Regions from separate parts of the Zea mays genome. Here all the other regions are linked to region 2. The links are chromatin contacts, called in public Hi-C maps. All regions are on one chromosome and are shown on one strand. The core of a region is the stretch at or near the end of the contact, and the rest is flanking DNA. Distances in the headings are between cores, read along the strand shown.

Region 1 (2,700 bases), core at 5-2,504, 130 kb after region 2:
GGCGAAGGAAGCGAGGGTCCTCCCAAGCAAGTAGACGAAACGAAGACCAAATGTCAGCTAGAAGTATCTAGAGACGGGATGTGTTGGTACGATAGAAGCCGTAGGTGGATGAACGAATGCATGCATGTAATTGTGAAGACATGGATAGCCTCGTTGGGCCCATTTCCATCCGGCTTTAACAGTAAGGAAACACCATGTGCACACATTGCTGGTTCTTATGGATACTTATACATTGCTCCAGGTAAACAAATCTTTTTGCCGTTGTTATTAGTCATCATTGTTCTTATTTCTTCGCCAATTAGACTGTATTGGTGTAGAAGAACAACAATCCCAATTAATGTCACAACTCACATCTCAGTAGCTGTTTGCTAGTGCACTAGTGTTGTTGTTAAGCGAAAATCTTTGACATGTGGTTGCTTCTAACAAACTTAACCCTGTTCTTCATCAATTGCTTGTAGCTTAAGCTGGCAACGATGATCACTTTTGTCTCAACAATGTTCTTCATCAGTTGCGTACCCCTCCCCAGTCGTCTCGAGGAAGAAGAAGATAAACATATCTTATCGTTTAGATCCGTTTGGACGCAATAGAGATCGAACGTGGATTGAGCCTTTTTTTTAATTGCTATGACGGAATAATTATTCTATAGCTTCCAAAGTCACCGATGTTAAGTGTGAAAATGTCTCTCGTATCCTTTTGAAAAAATTGCCTTTCGGATCCTTTTGAAACCAAATCATTCTTCTCCGGTTGAGAAAAATCTTTATCTTCATTAGATTGATCACAACGTTCTCCTCTTTTTTCCCTTAAAATACAATGTACAGTTACGTCACCTAGATTTCACTCATACTTTTTCTTTCGTGCATCGCTCTTAAATTCTCCTCATATAATCATTACAATCATAAAATACTATTTTTAAACTTATTCATAATCTATTATTAATTTTTCTTAACTAAGAAACACTATCGTGCATACGCAGCAAGCGGATGGGTCGAGTCCGATACAGTGCCTCTCAATCGCGAGCCTGAAATTCAGCCACGGCCACAGCCACCACTGGATTCGGGCATTCCCCCGCGTGGCCGCGTCAATGTCCATAGCCCCCGCGCGCCCTACCACTCTCTCCAACTTGACTTATCACAGGCAATAACTAGATAAGCAGATTGATAAGTCAGCGCACATATCAGACTGTCTCATATCCTAGCAGTATAAATTATCGCTCAACTCGGTGTCCTAACAGTTTCTACTCCTCAACCTGGTTCGGTGGTGTGATTATCTCCCTCTACCAGGCGGTTCCGTAGTAAACAACTCGGCCCGGCAGTCGTTCCCAGGGCGAGATCGGATCGATCGAGAGCTTCCTAGGTGATAGCCATGATTCCCCGTCTATTTTTAGATGCATGTAGATTTTGTCTGTTTTTATTTCACAGATCTGAAGCCGAGTGAAAATTAGGGCAAAATATTTATGCGGTTATGCGGAGTTCCGTGCTCTTTCCCAGTCCAAGCTTCGGACAATATCGATGTTTTATTTTGAAGTTTCTGCTCAGAAGGCTGCCATGGCTTTGTTTTTTCTCACTCTGCCATGGACGGAAGACATTTATTGGGAAAGCTATTAGTACTAATAACCGTTCTGGGCTTTCGGGCTCACCATGTCAGGCAGACCTGGACCTGCGCTAGACCTCAAAGACTCGATCGCACCGCATCTTCTCTCTCTGCTCCTCGTTCGCTTCGTCGCCGGCGACCCCGCCGCCAGCTTCCCCTTCCGCTGGCCGCCCTTTGCCTCGCCCCTGAGGCGTCGGTTTCCACTGCATAGGAGTGGGGCGGCGATCCGACTGGACCTAGGGTTGCGGTAAGGAACCCTAACTTTGCTTCGATGTTTCCCCCCCTGAGATTTATTTATCGTGGGAGATCTCTTGCTCGCCGTGGGCAATCAAATTCTAATCCATGGGGGAGAAGTCGGGGGAGCTCTACACTGACTCCGTCCTGGTACTGTACAGAGACCCCATAGGGTGACCCTAGGAGCATCCGCCTCCACGTGGGTGAGGCGGAGGAGGGAGGATGTCGTCGCTCAGCCGGGAGCTGGTCTTCCTCATTCTGCAGTTCCTCGATGAGGAGAAATTCAAAGAGACCGTCCACAAGTGTGTGATTTGAACCAAAGATGAAAATGACCTGTCTTTAGTGTCCATTTCTCGCTCAGTTCGCGTTCTTGTTGCTGTTTAGGCTTGAGCAGGAGTCCGGATTCTATTTCAACATGAAGTACTTTGAGGACGAGGTCGTCAATGGGAATTGGGATGAGGTGGAGCGCTACCTTGGTGGATTCACAAAGGTCGACGATAACCGCTACTCCATGAAGATATTCTTTGAGATCCGCAAACAGAAGTATCTCGAGGCTCTTGATAAGTAAGTGGAGGGTGTTGTGCAGCGTTGTTTGTGGTGCTCGAGTGGTGTGCCTTTCTGACCAGGTTTTTTTTTGCTTACCTATCAGGCATGATCGGTCAAAGGCTGTTGAAATCTTGGTCAAGGACCTTAAGGTATTTGCATCCTTTAATGAGGAGTTGTTTAAGGAGATCACACAGCTTCTGACCTTGGAGAACTTTAGGTAAAGCGCGGACTGACCAGCCTTGTTTTTTTTTGTATGCATTGATCTGTTGTCATTATTATCGTGGCTTTTAGCTGTTTCTGGATTGTTCAGCAAGTGATTTCTGCTTTTGC
Region 2 (2,700 bases), core at 103-2,602:
GGCACGTGAATGCTGTAAATACATAACATCAAATGTAATGACGTCACCAAAGTAGCGGTATTGCGCCTGGGCCCTAGAATCAGTCCAGAAGAAATTCTTCACATGACTTTCCGGATCAAGATCCCAGCTGTGGATGAAGTTTGGTTTTCTGTGTTGCATCTTGTCAATGAACTTCTTAAGTGAGTTGAGGTCATCCTCCCCGAAACGCTGCATAAAACTCTCGAGCCTACTCAACCTCTGGCTACCAACAGCAGACCCAACGTTAGCACCCCTCTTGGGTCGTGTCGGAAACTTCCTTGTCTCAGCAATCTCGCTCAGCGATTTCTCCACCATCTCATCCATCTCATCCGTAATCTTGGCCTTCTTCTTTGTTGGCTCAGGCATCTCTCTGTACGCCTTTAAGAACCTCACCATATCTGGAGTACAAGGATGATTATGCTCCAAGTCGACAGACTCTACCTTCCACCTTCCATCCACACGCTTATCCCGAATGATCAGCATTGCCCTACATCCCGTCTTCTCGGTGGTGCCACGGTGAGACTTCTTCTCCTTGGCAGTCAACTCCCGCTTGCTGCGGAGTGGGTAGCGGGTACCTGAGACAACAGAGGAGCCAGCGCTAGTCCCAGATTTGCCGCCGTAAGTGCAGGTGAAGGTGGAGCGGTAGCGGAGTCCTTCGTAGTTGTGGCAAGTGCGGCGCACGGCATGGAACCCCGTGCGGTAGGCGTAGGCCTTGTATAGCGCGAAGGCCTCGTCCACGGAGTCGAACACCATGCCAACCCGCGGCACGAGGGCCTCCTCCAGCGTGTTGGGGACGAAGACGGTGTCCCCGCCGCCACCGTCCTCGTCGTCGTCGGAGGGGATGGCCACCTCATCGTCCTCCACGACCACCTCGTCCTCATCCTCCTCCGCAGGGTATCCGTTGAGGTCGTCAGCAAGCTCCCCCTTGACCTGCCGCGCCTCCTCCTCGTCGGACTCGAGGCTAGGGTTTTGAGCCCCGGTGGCCCGCCTCTTCGAACCCGCCCTCATGCTCTGCCCCTAGACTATTTACACACACCCTCTTGCGCGCGCGTGCGCCACACCACCAGCATTAAACACTAGAGGTACACTGGTACAGTGGGGCGGATACCCCGCGGCACGGAATGAAGAGGGTTCAGCGCAGGCGACGGTACGCGGGAGCGGGGGAGGTGGCGTGGGGCACTGGAGGAGCAGCGTCGATCTGGGCCAGGGCGGTTGGCGTGGGGAGTGGGGACGTCGCCGGGGAAGAGAAGGGAAATTGGGGGAGGCTCGGGCTGGGTTGCTTTTGCTTTGGTGGGCGGAGCGGAGCGGATGTGTGTGGGGAGGAAGACGGGGAGTTCGTTCCTGGGTGAGCTTAAGGATTTCGCCTGTGCCGCTGTGCGGATGTGGCGGATGAACGATGCCGTGGATCAGCGGGTTGGTGAGTATGACACCCGGGCCCCCTGGCCTTTTGCAGCCGAACACGAACACGTGATGCTGTCTTCACGCAATGACGGAGAATTTTGTTACAGTCGGCATGATTTCTCTCTACTCAGGTCCTATTTGGTTTCAATAGATTTTGGACATATTATAATACAGAGGTGACACTTTATCCAAAGCAAAATCCGGAATCTATTTCATTCTTGATAATTGGAGATATTGGAGAGTTGGCACATTATCCAATACTAAAATCCAAAGATCCAAACGTTGTGGATATTGATTCTTAGAATTTGAGTGAAATCAAACTTATAGCACTTTTTAATCTAATTGGGTCGTTAACTTGGGTAGCGAGAAAAAACACGGGCCCAACATGACATGAAGTGACATCAACGCAACGCTCTGAAAAGTTTCACATCGCTAGGTATAGAAGAATGAGCGATCGAGCTAACTATAAAAAGAGGCAAGTCTTTTTTTCAACTCATACATTTGTTGATCTTTTTGCCAAGAAAAATGTAGTATCTACGATTTAATATCTGACATGTGAATCATATATCTACTTTAATTTTTAAAAATTTTTATACTAGTTTATTTTTGTGTACGCTTCATAAGTTCTGTTGCGATTTAGAAGCTCCTACCTCCACGACATTTTGCATTGTGTGGTCCTAGACGGAGGGCATGGTGATGAGTCAATAGAGATGCAATCACCCGTGAGGGCAGTTATCGATGTTTCGAACATCACTCTGATAAGTAAATTTATTATACACGTTTCGGTCTCCGGACAGTGTGCGTGATGAGCAAAGGATTTTATACTGGTTCGGGCAGAACATCCCTATTTCCAGTCATCGACAGCTTGCGCTACCGGCACCATTGATGATCAAAACTCGTAGTAAGGGTTACAAGCGGACGACAGAGGGAGGAGAGGCTCCTAAGTCTCTTATTGCAGTGGAGGTGGAGCTAAGGATTACAAAGTGGAGTCCTAACTAAGTCTTAGGTTGGCGGCGGGGTTCCGGTCTCTCGGTCCTCGTCGGTGCGTCCTCCTCCTGGTCGTCGTTCCGTCGTCTTCTCGTACGGGGTCCGTCTATTGCTTGTGTGTACATCCCTTGTGTCCGTCCATTCATTTGGGAGACAACCTCTTTCTTTTATTGGCCAAGTAAAGGGTCAACCAGCGGTGGCTTCCTCAGGTGGAACCACCGTGCGGTGGTAAAACAAGTGTTTTACCCGAGGTTAAGCCACGTGTGGGTCGTGCCATATTATTTATGACGGGTG
Region 3 (2,700 bases), core at 5-2,504, 210 kb after region 2:
ACCACCAGTGGCAGTGGGGCTCGAGGAGGCAGTCACAGGCACCGCATCAACATCTACGGGATCAACATTGCTGCCAGTGGCAGTGCCAATCCCAAACAAGGCCAACTCATCCAAACGCTCGTTGTGATCCTCAAGCTCACGCTCCGTCGCCTCGGCGTCCGGATCAAGATCCATGGAGATGGAGGGATACTTGATCGTCTCCTCAACGACGTCACCGGTTCCTCAACGACCTTCAAATCGTAGAAATAAAATACAAAATATCAAAATCAAGAGCACAATGGTAGTAGATCTAGGAAAATAGAACTTCACCTGAGTGGCCGGAGCACCGGAGTCGTCGACGAGGGGCAACCAGAGGGGCAGAGCTGATGTTGTTTGAGGTCAAGGAGGATTGGATGAGTGTAGGCAGAGCAGATCAGAACAAAGAAGCGAGACGGAGAGCCGGAGAGGCACGCACAGTCGCACAGATTCGGGGAGGCACAAACCCTAAGCGAAGAAGCGAGACGGAGAGGGCGAGAGGAAACAAGAGATCTAAGAACAAATCGCAAGAGCACCGAAAAGTCACCGACGACCAACACTCACCAGTTTAGGTTTAGGGTTAGGAGAAGCCGAGAAGTAGTCGAACTTACAGACAGGGGCTATGTCGGCTCACCGGAGCAAGAGGAACACGACGGTCGACGGCCGACGAGCACAAAGCACGGATCCACGGAGCCACCGGAGCGTCCACAAAGGAGATCCAGAGAGGGCGAGTCCGCGAGTGTGACGGAGAAGGCGAGGGCCGACCGAGAGAGGAGACGGAAATGTGGAAGACTGGAATGTGCGGCAGTGGGTAACGGGGAGTCGGAGACGGGGATAGATATTTTGATGTGAGGCCGGGTCTAGAATGGGCCGAATGCTTAAACGGGCCGTGCTCGGGCTCAGCACGACGTGCCCCGACTCAGGCCCAAGCACGGCCTGGGTGTCGTGCCAGGCCGGCCCGAGCCCGTCGTATACCGTGCCGTGTACGGGTCGGGCCTAACCCGCGCCGTGCTTGGGGCTGCCCGTTAGGCCCGACCGGTTTGGACATGTATACCTTTGCCTTGTCGCGCTTGCAGCTTGCTCGTCTCCGGCGCCCGCGCGAGCTCTTCTTCCTTTCCGACGCCAGCGCGGTATCCTCGTCGTCGCCAGTGCGCGAGCGTCTCCTCCTCCTCCTTGCGGCCTCCCGCGCCTCCGCCCCCCCCCCCCCCCCCCCCCCCCCCCCCCCCCCACCCACACACACACATCCGGGAGAAGAGTAGTGGATGCGGAGCGTCTCCTGTAAGCGGTCTCCCAAACGCCACGCTTGTACTCACTTTGTTTCTAATAAAAAATTGCTGTGGTGGAGGCCATAGATTCCAAGTGGTGGTTTAGAGAAGTCCCAAACATACCCTTTGTTTGGGGAGAAGAATCGAGAGGGAGATAGCTAAACTAGGGTTAAGGGAATTAGGGGCCGAGAGGAGCGCAATGAGCATCGTGCCCAAGGAGACGATCGAGGTCATCGCTCAGAGCGTCGGCATCCCCAGCCTCGGTGCCGATGTCGCCGTCGCGCTCGCCCCTGACGTCGAATACCGCCTCCGCGAGATCATGCAGGTCAGGCCTCGCCCCCCTTGCCTAGGTTACTTTTTGATTCCGGCGCTATTTTTCATGAATTGGGAGGGTTGATTTCCGTGCCGTCGCCCTAGGGTTGTCCTTGGAATTGTAGCAGTGGCGGTGAATTTGGTTGGCTAAGCATCTCCAGCGACCTATAAAAATGTCAATTAATTTAAAATTGAGTATATTTTATAGAATTTAGGGCTTCAATAAAACTTTCTGTTCCAATAGTAAAACCTTCAATCTAGATTACAAGGCAACTCATTACGGTGTAGTATACCCGAGGCACTTGAGAGGGTGTCTTATAATTTATTGACTAAATTTTATAAAATGAGACACTGTTAGAGTAGTTTTTCCTGTGTAGAGCCCCACATTTCAATTTGAGACACCAATTTAAGGCATTGTTGGAGATGCTTTGAGCATCTCCAACAACGTGACCTATAAAAATACCCTAAATTTTAAAGTAAGTATATTTTATAGAATTTAGAGTACCAACAAAACATTCCGCTCCAACAGTAAAGCCTCAAATCTAGATTATAGGGCAGTCCACTACGGTGTAGTATATTTGAGGCACTCGAGAGGGTGCACTATAATTTTTTTGACCAAATTTTATAAAATGAGGCACTGCCGGAGTAGTTTTTCCTGCGTAGAGCCTCATATTTCAATTTGAGGCACCAGTTTGAGGCATTGTTGGAGATGCTCAAGCGATAATTTTTTTTGTACATCTGAGCTAAGTGCAGGCTGTGTGCTTCGGCCAAATTAATGACTCTATGCGATCAGCATTATTTAATTTTCCGGGATACTAAGAGTCTGGGCTGGAATTGCCCCCTGTTTTCCGTAGCTTCTCAGCGAGATTGCTTGCATTCTCACCATCTTCCCAACCAAGTACATGCCATTTGTTTGGATTCATCTCCCGACAAGGGCGAAGCTAGCTAAGAACGTTACCGGTCTCATCGCCATTAGAGTATAGGATCATGTAACTATAAAGCAGTATATTATAATGTTTCTCTATTGGTTTTACAAAATCCATCGGTGTCAGATGACACCAACAAATGCCCCTAGCTCCGCCACTGTCTCCCGAGCAACTGTATGAAA

Evidence for each region. Hi-C and Micro-C count contacts between places; a contact is called where the count stands out from the background.
Region 1: a contact with region 2 is called in a Hi-C map of endosperm, with 4 times the contacts expected there. The contact joins the promoter of LOC100193888 here to the promoter of LOC100193384 in region 2. A contact is called at or near these places in 7 of 25 Hi-C or Micro-C datasets (ear, endosperm, leaf and 2 more).
Region 3: a Hi-C map of tassel shows a contact between it and region 2, with 2.6 times the contacts expected there. The contact joins the promoter of LOC100217288 here to the promoter of LOC100193384 in region 2. A contact is called at or near these places in 2 of 25 Hi-C or Micro-C datasets (endosperm and tassel).

Annotation. Positions count from the first base shown.
Region 1 is chr9:148,118,644-148,121,343 of Zm-B73-REFERENCE-NAM-5.0, forward strand. It overlaps LOC100193888, which reads left to right and starts at 1,255. Exons shown (of 28, transcript NM_001358897.1): 1 at 1,255-1,353; 2 at 1,649-1,837; 3 at 1,986-2,126; 4 at 2,209-2,388; 5 at 2,474-2,587. The coding sequence starts at 2,047.
Region 2 is chr9:147,990,344-147,993,043 of Zm-B73-REFERENCE-NAM-5.0, forward strand. It overlaps LOC100193384, which reads right to left and starts at 1,353. Exons shown (of 1, transcript NM_001138513.2): 1 at 1-1,353. The coding sequence starts at 1,026.
Region 3 is chr9:148,195,756-148,198,455 of Zm-B73-REFERENCE-NAM-5.0, forward strand. LOC100217288 reads left to right here and starts at 1,255. Exons shown (of 12, transcript NM_001348793.1): 1 at 1,255-1,605. The coding sequence starts at 1,480.